2 separate regions of the Mus musculus genome follow, and region 1 is linked to region 2. A link is a contact called in public Hi-C data. All regions are on one chromosome and are shown on one strand. The core of a region is the stretch at or near the end of the contact, and the rest is flanking DNA. Distances in the headings are between cores, read along the strand shown.

Region 1 (6,518 bases), core at 1,168-3,667, 430 kb after region 2:
AAAGAAAAAGAAAAGAAAAAAGAAAAGAGATTTTATAACAAAAGTTGAAAAAAGCACTTTCTCCCTCTCCTCCCGCCCACCCAGCCCTGCTGCTCCTGGGTGATCGCTCATAAGTGCTCAGGACTTACAGGGACTATGCATAGTGACATAATTCTAATGATACCCCTGCGTGGAAATTGCTCTCATTATCTCTTGTCTTTATAGATTAACACATGGAGAACTTATTAAAGTATCATTTTTCCTTCTGCTTTGGCCCTAAAGCTCCTGAGTCTCTTATCAAGAGATCACCTAGTAGGCAGATGCTGTAGTCTGGATTCAAACTTAGATACTCTGGGCCATAATCTTTCATTTGTGGTGCAAGGGATGGAGCCCAGCCCTCACACATGCTAAGCCTATGCCTTGCCTCTGAGCTCCAGCTCCAGCCCTAGAGGCCTCTTTCTTAGCCACTAAACTGTATTCCAGTTTTTACTAGATTTAATTGGATTATCAACAATACAGAATTTGATACAATCCTATCACAAAATACTCAGTATTTACAAAAAGATATGAAAAGATAATTTTGTTACACTGATTTCTTATGACAGTGCGTGTCATGATAGAACCTGCTGGGGTTTTGGTTTCCTTCCCTTATGTATGTGTGAGCTGACTGCATGCTGAGGACTGAGCCCAGAGCCTGTTCATGCTGAGGGTACACTCTACCACTGACTACATCCCCATCCCTATAATAGTGTTAACACAGAATTACTCACCCAAATTCACTATCTAGTGTAGTCTTAGAAGGGAAGTCCAGTGTTAAAACATGCATGTAGTAGAGGAGGGAAATTACATGAACCACGAGCTTTGACTGACTTTCATACCAACCTTGTCTTGCCTGATGTTAGTAATTCTAGTGGTATTTACAAAAGAAGCCATCAACATTTTCTGAAGCATGTGGCAGCCTTAGTGCATCTGGCATGGTGACTATAGTCTGCATGTTTAACCCTACAGATGGATTTTCACTGAGGCTGTGGTGGATGCAGAGGAGGGGAAGATGGGGATAAAGGTGGAACGACTAGAACAAATCTCAAATAGTGTAGTTTTGCATAATTAAAAGGTGGTAGAACTTCCACTGAAAACTTCGGAAGTTAATGGAAAGGTTTAAGAAACATTTATCAGAGGGAAAAGGAAACATTTATCAGCAAAAGCCATTTCCTTTCTTGATTTACCATTGTGGTAAGCCACATGAGAAAGCCTAGTATTTGGTTTGCACATGAGTGTTTTGTATTAATCAGCAGCAATTAATAAACAAACTCTGTGTATAAAGTACAGGTATCTCTCTTCAGGAAGTAACCGCATGTCCTCTATAGGTTTCCTCTCTTTGGTGTTTAAATACTTAAGACTTAAAATCGCATTATGCTTTCTGGTTTTTAAACGTACATGGATCCAAAGTAGCTTCTGATGTTGTGTTGTTTTGTTTTGTTTTAACAGAATGAAGTTCAATGTTCTATTTTAGTTTTCTTTAGACAGACAAGAGTTTACTAGTGTGAAGTTGTATCACTGGTGTTTACTCAAAGAGTCATTAATTAACCCAAAGCACTTGTAATTAAGTGCTTGCGTCTCAGTTGTGTTTTAACCTTTAAAGTCAAGTGCTCAAGTACAATTTGCAGGATTATGATAAGATAGAACTTGATTTGGTAATCATTTAAATTTCTGATTTTTTTTTTTGTGGTGGTGCTGGGGGTGTTGAGTTGCACCCTCGGATTCCAGTGACCACTGTAAACCAAGTCATTTCAAACAAAAGGCCATATTGAATTCCTGTCTTTATTGTCCAGTGTGCACAGTAACAACTACTAAGTCAATGCCAGAGTGAAGGAAGAAGAGAGTGGGCAGCGGGGTGTGCTGATTACAATCACAGAGCCATCCATTAAGCAATTTGTGGGAAGAAGTGCTTTTGCATTTCTGAGACTAAGCACAGGAAGGTGCAGAGCCAGCATCCTCTAACAGCTAGATGCTGTTAGAGAGAAGCATGGTGTGTGCCTGCTGAGGTGGCACACGTGTTGCAAAGGGCTGCTCAGTCACTCTGAAATGGCTTCACTTTCACAGCCTGGGTTGGTGATGCTGCTGATAGCAGGAACATATTACACTTTTTAAAAATAACTGAAAAGTGTATTTCTACATGGATTATTTATCTCCTGTGCCTTAACGGAGGTAAATCTTGGAAATTATCTCTCTCATCTCCTACTTATGAATAAGATAGTAGAGGAATTACTTTTTCTCTTTTAGATATGAAATTTTAAGAGGTTCAGACTCCATTTGATAAAGATATTTATGTTATAAAGGGGGAAAGAAACACATTTACTACTACAGACATATACCACTCTCCCAGCAGTGTCAGGCTAACTGTTCTGCCTTGCACATTGGCTCAGGTTACGGAGCGCCTCACTGTTAAACCGAGTTGGGTTGTTAGAGGGCACAGGCTTCCTCCAGTGTCCCGTTACATACTGAGAAAGGCACGTCTGTAAACGCTGGCATGCCTGGAAGCTGTGGCAGGCTTTGGGCTGTCTTTAATCTCATTTGACTTGTTCATCTTCTCCTAAGGCCATCCCGAAAGATGTACTGAGTCTCCCTTTCAGCTTTCGGTAGGATCTGCATCAGTAGACATAAAACTGCTCTCAAACAAAGACCCCTTTCCTTTGAAGTACTTGCTCCAGCTTTTCAAAGTAGTCCTAGACATCTGTCCTTTTTCTCCTTTCATTTTTCTTTAAGAAGTTTGAAGTGTAGCTTCTTAAACTACCAACAAGATAAATTTTTCTCCCAGCGTTACTGAAAGCCATGACGATTTTCACGCAGTAAGACTTTAAAGGGTTTAAGGGAATCTGTTGTGCTTTATGGTCTGGGCTTTGGTAGATCCTAGCTCCTACTCTCTGAGAGAGCAAAGGTACAGACTGTCAGCATCCATTAACAGTCGGAGGTTTTCATCCAAAGGATAACATGGTACTTTCCAGAAGACTTTCCCTGCTCTTTAAGTGAGGCTGGTGGTGCCTGCAGGATCTGAAGGGAATGCACGTGTAGGATCATCTTATTTGTACTGATGCGCCCCCACCCCCAAGTCATCCTGGTGTGAGCTGACAAGTGGGCAGGAGGGGCAGCTCTGGAGCTGACTGGAGCTTTAGCCACTGCCATTTGCTCTTGCCTTTTCACGCCGAGGCACAAGGGGTCTTGCTTTCTTCTTTGTATGATGATGTCACCTGGCACCTGTACAACCCAGGAGATGATGAATCCCATGTTACTACAGAGGAATGATAGGTGTCACAGCTCCATAGAGGCCAGTGTTCTGCCTCCGACAATCCCCTCTGCCTTTGATTTCATTCCAAGTGATTCCCAGAATGTCTGCTAAAGCCAAGCAGTGTGTATCTGTTTGGCTTAAATCCTATATTATAGAATTATACAACTAATAGTGAAATTTTAATATTTAAGGCCCTTTGTTTATTGGGATTTATACAAATCCAACTGATTTTTATTTTGAACATACTTTTTGATAAGAAAGTGTGAGTGTTCTATCTGTACTTCAGACAAATGAGCCGGAAATGACTTTTCTTCTTACATGTTATAGATTTGGCATCTGCAGCCTTAAGTGTTTGTTTCTATACATAATGCAAGTTGAGCACAGGTGGGCTTTTGTTTTGTTGTCATTTCTTACCATAAATCCAGCTCCCTGAGAAGCAACTGGCATGGCTCTGCCCTTGCGCTTCTAATTTGTTGTGTTACTTGAGCTCCCCTTCTCAGCCCTCCCCACCACCCCCTTGTGTTTCCTGAACTGTCTAACCTGTTTCCTGGACTAGGAAACACTTGGCCAACAAAGCCCAGCACTAAACAGTCCTTTATTTAGAATCAGACCCCAGGAAAAAAAGACCCCTTTCCATCCTGAAGTTGCTTTGTACATGCATCTGCTGATTTGTGTAATGAAAAGTGATTTGGTATATTTTGCGTTCATGAAAGCTAGCATTTTGTAGGCAGAACTAGTAAGTTGTGTTTGTGAAGGAGACCGTTTATAACTTAACCCCCTTTCTGAAGTTTCCTACCTTCTGACTTCACAGTTCTAGATTATTCTGCCCATCTCTTCGATTAAAAACAGAAAATAGTTGAGATCAGTCTCCCCCGACCCGCCACTAAACTCCTGAGAAAATGCCCCAAAGTTCAGAAAACAAAACAAAGCACGGGCCTGGCTTCCTCTGGGACCCATGTGCCCTTTGTTTATTTTGGTTTATATATAAATTGTTCTCATTCTTCATTTACTTTTCTTCAGACCTTCACTTTCCACCAAAGAAAGACTATTCAAGCTAAGACACAAATCTCACCACCATTAAAATCATTTGTAACTTATGGATACAAAAATGGAACAATTGCATTGAAAATGTATTCCTTAAATCATCCTGATCTTTTTTTCTGTATAGTTTTCTGTATAGTTCTGTATGTTTCTCTGTGTAGCCCTGGCTGTCCTGGAACTCACTCTGTAGACCAGGCTGGCCTGGAGCTCAAAACTCTGCCTGCCTCTGCCTCCTAAGTGCTGGGATTAAAGGCATGTGCCACCACTGCCCGGCTTAATCATCCTGATCTTAATGGTTGATTTTAAAAAACATTGCCAATAGATATACTCAGACAGTAATTTCAAGAATAACATTATAATGCTATTTTTGTGGAATTTTAAATATGGCAAGAGGTGGGTATGAAGGGGACCGTGAATGAAGGGTAGCTAGCATATTAACTTTTTTTTTTCTTTGGTTTTTCAAAGCAGGGTTTCTCTGTGTAGCCCTGGCTGTCCTGGAACTCACTTTGCAGACCAGGCTGGCCTCGAACTCAGAAATCCACCTGCCTCTGCCTCCCGGCATATTAACTTTTAAACATAGAATTTTTATTTCTAAATCTCATAATTTTTAGTATGAAATTAAATAGTTTAGATGAGTCTGTATCATTTGCCTCTTTGAAGGTTTTTTTTCACCAAAATTTTTGGACTTAAAAGTGAAAACGTAGTCTATCACAGATTCCTTCTTAGTTTGGCAAATAGCAAGCAGACATTTCTAATAAGTTAGGTATGTTCCTCCTATATGTTTCAAACTTGAAATTAGGTGAAACCAGGTCCCTGGTTCAACTTGTTCTTGGCCCATTAGTCTATTAGCTGAGGTCTCTCTTTCTTGTCTAGGGATATAGACTAGCCTGGCAGCTGGGGCCAGAGTACACCCAAGGTAGCACACAAGTCCTTACGGACTAAAGTCTCACTCAGAGATTCTGCTAGTCACCAAAGCCTTAAGCGACACCATGGTGACATAGCTGTGCATTGTGTAAATACACATGGCATGCCTGTCATGTGTTATGACAGACCTTAAGTTACTGCTGGCCCCAGGGCAGGCATAGAAAAGTCCTTTCTTAGGAGTGGAGGCTTCTCTCTTGCCTTTTTTGGGGGCCATGTATCTCTGTGCCTTCAATAAAGCCTATTCCAGTCATGTGCACGTATTTTGCCCAAATATTGAAGGAGCTCATTGGTCCACTCCCTGAAAACTCCTGCTTTAGAGGCTAGATCAGTGGTTTAACAGCAGCACTGGCCTCCACAGGTGCAGTGGTTTCTGATGGATTTTTCCTGACCTAATAGGGGTCTTTCCTCTGAGTGAGCAGTGGATCTAAGGACAATGAGTGCCTGAGTTACAGTGGCAGATGATTCTTTTCCAAAGCTGCTGATAATGAGCTACTTTCTGGGGACATTTTCCCCTTTTAGATTATACAACATCAGTCCTCAACTCTGCCATGAAACCAGTTCACACCAGACAAGTAGAATGCCAGGCAGGATCCTGCTTGTTAGCTGTTTGCAAAGGCTTTGTCTTTACAAACTAAAGGGAGGGGTGGGTAGTTTTAAATAGAGCCCTCTGGTTAAGTACAGAATCCTGTATGTCCGTGTGGTACAAATTCACAACTCGGGCCTGTGATTGGGTCACTTCTCTGAGCTGTGGCCACTTTTTACTTTGTGACACAGAAACGATGTTAAGTTTTCTTCTCTACTATACATTCCCTCTCTCCACCCTCCTTCCCCCAAACTCTCCAAGACCATCAGTACAAGGTTCATCATGCCTCTGCTGATTGGCTGAAATGTGGGAGGTACTCTATGAGAAAGAAGTGCACATCAGAAAACACTAAAATAGTAGGTGCGCTAGAGAGTCGTCCCACTCGAGATTGTCTTACTAGGGGAGATGCACTGAAATGTTAACTAAGCCTGGGTTCTTATTTTAGTTTTAATCATTTATTGTAATAACTTGGAACAGAATTTCACATTATACAGGCTTAGACATAGATCAGAATTGGAAACAAATTACCCCAATTGTCATTGTGCTCAGGGGAGGGCACTATGGGTAAGTCCCTAAAGCCGTAGTGGAGAGTCAAAGTGTAGACGCTGCGCAGAGCTGCATGGCCTAAGATGGCTGTTCTGCCTCTATAGGAACTCACAAGATGCATAGGATATTGGATGGGCAAGAATTTTCAGTTGTTTCCTT
Region 2 (7,292 bases), core at 3,546-6,045:
ATCCATGGAGTAGAAATTGGGTGACTTTCTGGTCAAGGAAGCAGACAGAGTAAGCAGAGACACAGAGATAGTGTCATTTAGGAAAAAGTGATAGATAGGTTTGCATGTGTGACTTGCATGAAGGAGGATGCTATGTATAATGTAGCAGTGTGTGCCAATATTAACTATGTATGTCCCTGTGATACCTCTTCTCTTTCTCTGTTAATAAAAGAGAATTCTTCTCTCGTAATTTATCAGCAGCTATTAACATTTCTTCACATCATCCATAGAACTGTGCTTTGTGCCGAGTGTTTAGCTGTGAGTGGCACAGTAAGCATTTGTTGTAGGAAGGGGAAAGAAGTTTGTCATTACTGTATAAAGCTTCTTGACTTATTCTGTGTATGATTAAGCAATTCTGTCTTACTGGGAAGCCACAAATAGTGATGGCTGCTTATGAGAGCACCCATGGCCACTCACAGTATGATGTTGATCACGTCTGCAGAGGAATTTAGGATGCACATCTTAATATAGTTTTCCTTGTCCAACCTCAGAATCCTATGGTTTTGTTTTGTTTTGTTTTGTATTGTGGGACAGGGTTCATTTGTGTTATCCCTGGCTATCCTGGAACCCACTCTGCAGACCAGGCTGGCCTCACAGAGATCCACCTGCCTCTGCCTCTTGAGTGCTGGGTTTAAAGGTGTATGTTACCACCGGTTGGCTTCAAAATCTTATTCCTGTGGTAGAAGAATTCTAGAAGAGTTTATTAGATCTGGGGATCAAATGCAGGGCCTTGTGTGTACTGTGCAAGTTCCCTACTACTAAATTATATCACAGGCTGTAAATCTGTACTTTAAAAGTAGCTCCTTGCTGTGTATGGTGGTATGTGCCTATAATCCCAGCTATTTGCAAACATGGCAGAGGATAATCCTTTGTTTAAGATTAGCCTGGGCACTGTGGAGGCCCAATTCCAAAACATACAAACATAAATACATGTATATGCAAACCCCACATGTATTTACACACATATGCATGCATATATATATATATACACACACACACATGTACACATACATATATGCACACATACATACACATACATAAAATAAGCTCTTATGCACAAAGAAGTTTGAATACTCCTCTGTGTTTGCAGGAAATATTTTTGTTACTTTCATAAAATTCTTACCTGCCTACCTTTGCATTAAGCTGATAACGTATTGTAAGATGTTTTTGTCCTTAGGCAAGAGTATGTGGAGATGTGGAGAGTCTAAAGAAACTGAATGTGTACCTTAGTTTCTGGCCTCTTAATAGAGTTTTAATTATAAAATTGTTTATTGTTTTGTGAGTTAATATAAGGTGCAGAGGAGGGAGGAAATATAGTATTTGCAAGCAGTAGTTTTTTTTTTTTTTAAAGACATGGATTATATAGAATAAATACAGAGTGGTCAGAGAGAAGAGGTAGGCATTGTTTAGTTTATATTTTCTTTACTTCAGGGACTTTTGATTTGAAACAGATCTTAAAACTGCTTTGTAAAGAAAATAATTGCTTTAAGGAAAGGCCTTGTGTCTACTTTCCGATAAAAGCCAGTCTTTTGCCTCCTTTTTAAAGGAAATGCTGACTTAAGTGGTTGTGGACTGTTTTTTGTTTTTGTAGTTTTAAAGTGGAGTGAAACTAGATTTGCTACATTTTTGCCATGATGCTATATTTAAAGTGCTAAATGAAATTGTGAGAGGCAAAGAAAAGCTTGTTTCACATTGACTCTTGTAATTTCAACTTTTTTTATTATTATTAATCATTCCATTTGTTTACATCTCAAATGATATTCCACTTCCTGGTTACCCCTCCACAAATCCCCCCATCCCACAGCTGCCTTCTCCTCCCTCCCCTTTGCCTCTGTGAGGGTGCTCACCTCCCCCCCCCCATCCTCTTCTACCCCACAGTTCCAGCTTCCCCCTACGCTGGGGCATCAAACCTGTAATTTCAACTTTTCATTTTAGTTTTCAACACATATATTTTCATTTTCTCTATGAAAAATGGTATTTTTTCCATAAAATTTATACAAAACAATTTATTTAAATATTTCTACAGTCATTCTTTTTTACTTTGAAATGCCAGCAGTCTTTTTAAAGGGACAAGTTGTGCTCCTGAGCTCTCCATATGAACATCTAATAGAATTTGGGTCAGCTGTGAGTTACTTAGCTAAGGAGGTGAGTGACTCCTATCACACTAAGGATTCTGTTGAGGTTCTTATAGTCGTTTTTCTCTCTGTAAAAGTATCTGTTTAAAAGCATCTTAAATACTTTTTGCATGTGGTATTATAATTATAATATATCATTGAAGCTTGCCTTTTGCTTTCTGCAGTTATTTTTGGGTCTCAGTATCACAACTTTATATTGTAGTTCTTGATGAAGAACCAGTGTGTAAAGAACTAAGTTGCAGAATTGGATGGCTTTTGCTTTTGCAGTTACATCAGGATATATGCAGCTGCTATAAAAAGCCAAAGAAACTCAATTGCAATTTTATTGTTCAGTTTGATAGATTTCCTGCCACCTTTGTAGCAGGGAAGCTGTTTGTCATTGTGCGCTGTTCCACCAACAGCGGAACTAGGTTTTATAAGCAGTAATAGGCTTCTAGCAACTGCACTGGGCTGCTTACTGGGGCTAAGGGTTTCAGACATGTGCCCAGCAACCTGTGTAATTTCATTGTAGTCTATGTTTTCATCTTTTAAACGTTTTCTCCTTTTTAGAAAAGGGTGAAATCTAATGCAATTCAATAATAATGTTTTCATTTGGTATGCTGAAATGTTTTTACTCTTTAATTATCATTTAAATTAAATTATTCCATATTGTTAATTGTGAGAATGACCCAAAACCTCTTTTTAAAATATAGACACTGAGCTTCAGTCTTTAGACTGTATGTTCTATGTTGACAAAAGACAAAAATAATGAGCAAGTAAAAATTAATTATGCTTGAATTAGAAATGTAATGTGAATTAGATTGTGCTCAACTGGATGACTTTGAGTAAAATACTTAAAGATCTTAGATGATTAGAGTATGTTACCTACTGTTAATAATCTGAGGAGCTGTTTAATTGTTCATTTTAGTCATTTTATAGACAAAACTATAGAATAATAAGAGTAAAAGCCCTCCATTAGGAAATTTCAAGAGCCAGTGAGATGGCTTAGTGGGTAAAGTTGTGTATTGCCTAACCTGATAACCTGTGTTTGCTCCATGGACTCATAGGTAGAAGCAGAGAAATGACCTCCACATGTGCTGTGGAGCATGAACACACATGTGCTCATACATAAATAAAATGTAATCTAAAACATAAAAGAAATGTCAAGTGTTACAATTTTTATGTTTACAGATTATTTGCATTTTATGCTTAATTGCTGAAGTAGTCTTATCATTAAAATAAAAAATACCTTTTCTTATTTCTTTTAAAACTTAAAAATAACAAGAAAATTAGAATGTACTCCAAATGTATGCACACAAAACCACCAAGCCACTCAATGTCCAAATGTTCTCATATGGCTTAATATTAGTATTATGGTAAGCCCTGCAGGCCCACTGATCCATATGTGCAATTGCTAAGCAGTGATGCCCTTATTGAGTGTTTGCACATTCTTTATATTTATCTTTTCATGGGATACATTTCTGTAGAATTTCTAGAAAGAGTTTCTGTATTTTAGAATGTTTTATTAGTTACACTAAAGTGCTCACTAAAATTTTTAGTAATTTATATTCCAGATTTTCATTTAAACACATATTTAGATTTTTTCAAGAAAATAAAATTGCTCACAGGAGATCAGGCACGTTCAGGGTGATCTGGCCAAGAGTCTTTTGGCTCTTTCCTTCTGTTGGTTTGCCTTCTCCAACTTCGATGTGATAGTTGTTGTCTTTTATATTTTGTTTTGTTATGTTTTGTTGTTCTCTCTTAGAAGCCCGTTCTTTTCTGATGAGAGACAGGTCTGGATGGTAGGGGAGGAACTGGGAGGAGTTCAGGGAAGGGAAACTATAATCAGGATATATTATATGAAAAAAGAATAATATTTTTATAAAAGGGAAAATAAAATTGATGATTATTATTTTTGATTATAGTAGTAAAGATTATCAGCTTTTCTGGGCTGCTGCTTCTGCAGCGCTTGGGTGAAGCAGGTTTGTGAGTGTGGAAAACTCACGCTTTCAGAGCCATAGCCCTAGCTCTTATTTTATTATTTTGTTATAGACTTTTTTATAGAGTTATAGAGTTGGACAGCTTAGGCAGACTTTTTTTTCTCCTTTTCTTTTTTTTTTTTCATTGAAAATAATTTTTTCTTGTACATTGTATTATGATCACGGTTTCTCCTCCCTCATTTCCTTCCAGATTCTCCCCACTTCCCCACATGTCCAACTGCACACCCTTTTCTCTCTTTAGAAAATAAACAGGCAAATAAACAAACTAGACTAAAGAAATCAAACAAAACAAAACAACAAAGAAAAAGCATGAGAAATGTACACAGGCACACACACACACACACACACATGTGCACACGCATGTTCACACACACACACACCATAGAAATCACATAATCAGAAACTATGGTATATAAACAAAAGACCTGTAAGGTTAAATACTGGCCAAACAAAGCTTTATGAGACAAAACAAATTCAAAACTGGCCATCTGCTCCTGGGCATGGCCAGCGCGGATTGCACACTCATTAAGTCTTTGCAAGTAGCTGTCAGTTGGTGAAAGCTTCTGGGCCGGGGATGGGCTGGGGGCTGTGTCCACTTGCCTTCTCAGCGTGGGGAACCTGCCTGGCATAGAGCCCTGCAGGCTTTGTGCTCGCTGCCAGTGTCTTTGTGAGCTTATATATGTGTCAGTACTGCTGTGTTTACATGGCCTTGTTTCCTTACTATCCTTCTTCCTTCCTGGCTTTACAATCTTACACTTCCTCTTTTCCTCATTCCCTGAGTACTAAGAGGAAGGGTTTGATAAAGACAGCCCATTACGACTGAATGTTTCAATGTCTCTCACTTTCAGTGCGTTGTCCAGTTGTGGGTCTGTGTATTGGTTACCATCCAACTGTAGGAGGAAGTTTCTCAGATGATGGTTGAATGAGGCCTGATTTATGGGTATAGCAAGTTAGGAATCAATTTACTATTACCTTCCTTTAGCAGAACAATAGTGTTTGGTTTTCTTCAGCTTTGTGGCCCCCTGAGCAGTGTCAGGCATAGATTCAGTCTTCTGGAATGGGCCTTAAATCCAATCAGATATGGTTTGTTATTCCTGCAGCTTTTGTGCCATTATTACACCAGCCTATTTCAGCATCTACAGTGGTGACAGGCAAGTAAGCACTGTAGATCACTGGATTTATACCTGGGTTGCTGGATACTTTTCTTCTGGTAGCATGCAGAGTACCTGCCAGTACCATGAACGTTAGTCATTGGGGTGAAGGCTCTCGGTAGGCAACCTTCTGGCTTCTCTATACTCAATAAGTCATGTAGGTATTGTCTTCAGCAATAGGGCTTTATTATCAGTTTGTGAAGAACAACCAGTAGCCTTGTCAATAGCCTGAGTTGTTTGGGTGTTTCCATGGGGATCTCTCTGGCCAGTAACTTAGGTATAACTCATTCCTGGCACTGGAGATTTTATTTTGTGACAAGAGAAGCCTAATTGGGATTTGTCTACCTCCCCTACCAAGTTTGGTGTTTCCACTTGGATTTCTTTTATATATGTATGTATTTTAAGAAGCTTCTACTGTAGTAGGTTTCCATACAACCCCTGAAATGATAAGATAGACTTTGTGTGTTACAACTTGGATGGGAAAGGTATTCTGGCAGTTAGGAGCCAAGGAATACCACAAAGTTACCCCACACAACAAACTTTATACAAGAGATTCATTGGAAGGGAAAAACCCAGGAGGGTAGCTGTCATTACTTGGGTGAGAAGCAGCAGAGAACTGAGCAGAAGACAGGATAGATAGATAGATAGATAGATAGATAGATAGATAGATAGATAGATAGTTAGTTAGTTCCTTAGAGGGTAGAGCTTTCCAGGGTGGAGACTTCTAGGGTAGGGCTTGGTGGGTTTTCAAATCCAGAGTTGAGCTTTTTATTCTGCATGATGGGGTTGGGTCCACGTAGGGAAGTTAGTGTTCTGTAGTTGGAACCTGGTGGTTGTAGGTCCTCAGAGGAGGCTCCTGGCCCTCTTGTGCTTGATTTGAGGGGTTTACACTTTGAACTTCAGATTCACATCTTTCTGTTTCAGTAGTGCTGGAATTATGGATTTGTGTTATCACAATCTGGCTACTGCATTACTTTGTCATGATTTGCCTTAACTTTATATGTGTGTGTGTGTGTGTGTGTGTGTGTGTGTGTATTTGTGTATAATGAAGATAATAGAATCCTCTTAAGTGATTGTAAGAGCAAATGTTTGTCAGTAATACAATATTGTGCATGAACCATCAGTATGTTAGCTTTTGGTTAAGAATTTAATACAGAATCACTTATGAAAATGAGCTTAATTTAGTGTATTCTAAAGGATATTATTGACTAGTGAACAATTGCCACTTAAGGATTTTTGTACTATATGGGAATTTGTGCACCAAGTTTACCTTTTGTCTTACATAAATTCTAGAATGTCCCCAAGTATTAGCCTGTTTAGACAGATACTAATGATATTAGTGTTTCTCTTTAAATTACATACTCATGCCACATAAATAAGGAAATGTTGTTTAAAACCTTTATGGAAGGAGAAAGTTTATTTTGAATTTATTATGAGTCATTACTAATATTTATGGTGATCTTCAAAGTAAGGACAGCAGATTTGTGAGAAAAACATTTCCTTACCACCCATTTTGTCTTTTTGGCAATTAGACAAATGACAAAAGGTAAGCTTGGCAAATATGTGACAATTCATCTTAAATAAATTTAAACCTTTCATAAGGATGTGAATGATCAATAAAACCATTAAATTTGATGTTACGTTAGACAAAGAGGGAAACATTGTGGAAAGATAAGCTGAAGAGGCATGAGCTGTAAGTAGCAACTGTCAGGAATTTATATACCTCCCTACAGGGAGGGTGCTTCCTGGGTGCATGGCTTAGTTTCATGACTTGTTTCTTAAGACGCGGGAGGGTAAGTTCAGAGGTCCTTCCTATGCTGCCATTTCTCAGTTTCTCAGTTCAAAATACATAAGATGCTTAAAGTACTGTGCTTTTTGATGGAGCACACTGAACTCTGTCAACTACAAGCAATCTTTGTAAAAATAAAAATCAAACACAGTTCTAATATACCAAAGGTAAAAGGCCCAAAACTAAAGGTAGTATTCCT

What was found. Hi-C and Micro-C count contacts between places; a contact is called where the count stands out from the background.
Region 1: a contact with region 2 is called in a Hi-C map of granulocyte-monocyte progenitors, with 9 times the contacts expected there. The contact joins two enhancer-like sites. A contact is called at or near these places in 3 of 15 datasets of contacts at CTCF or cohesin (large pre-B cells, pro-B cells and stem cell-derived epiblast-like cells), 64 of 484 Hi-C or Micro-C datasets (the 3T3-L1 cell line, 3T3-L1-derived adipocytes, the 63-12 cell line and 32 more), 5 of 115 datasets of contacts at active chromatin or transcription factors (DN3 thymocytes, the HPC-7 cell line, acute myeloid leukemia and 2 more) and 1 of 9 other capture datasets (embryonic stem cells).

Annotation. Positions count from the first base shown.
Region 1 is chr3:86,766,289-86,772,806 of GRCm38.p6, forward strand. All of the region lies in intron 53 of Lrba (LPS-responsive beige-like anchor), which reads left to right. Among named protein-coding and RNA genes, the nearest start is that of Gm52625, 19 kb to the left of the region's middle. Within about 2 kb of position 2,418, at least 30 of the 459 cell types and tissues checked have an H3K27ac peak or open chromatin away from gene starts, as enhancers often do.
Region 2 is chr3:86,338,741-86,346,032 of GRCm38.p6, forward strand. All of the region lies in intron 22 of Lrba (LPS-responsive beige-like anchor), which reads left to right. Among named protein-coding and RNA genes, the nearest start is that of Gm40083, 20 kb to the right of the region's middle. Within about 2 kb of position 4,796, at least 7 of the 459 cell types and tissues checked have an H3K27ac peak or open chromatin away from gene starts, as enhancers often do.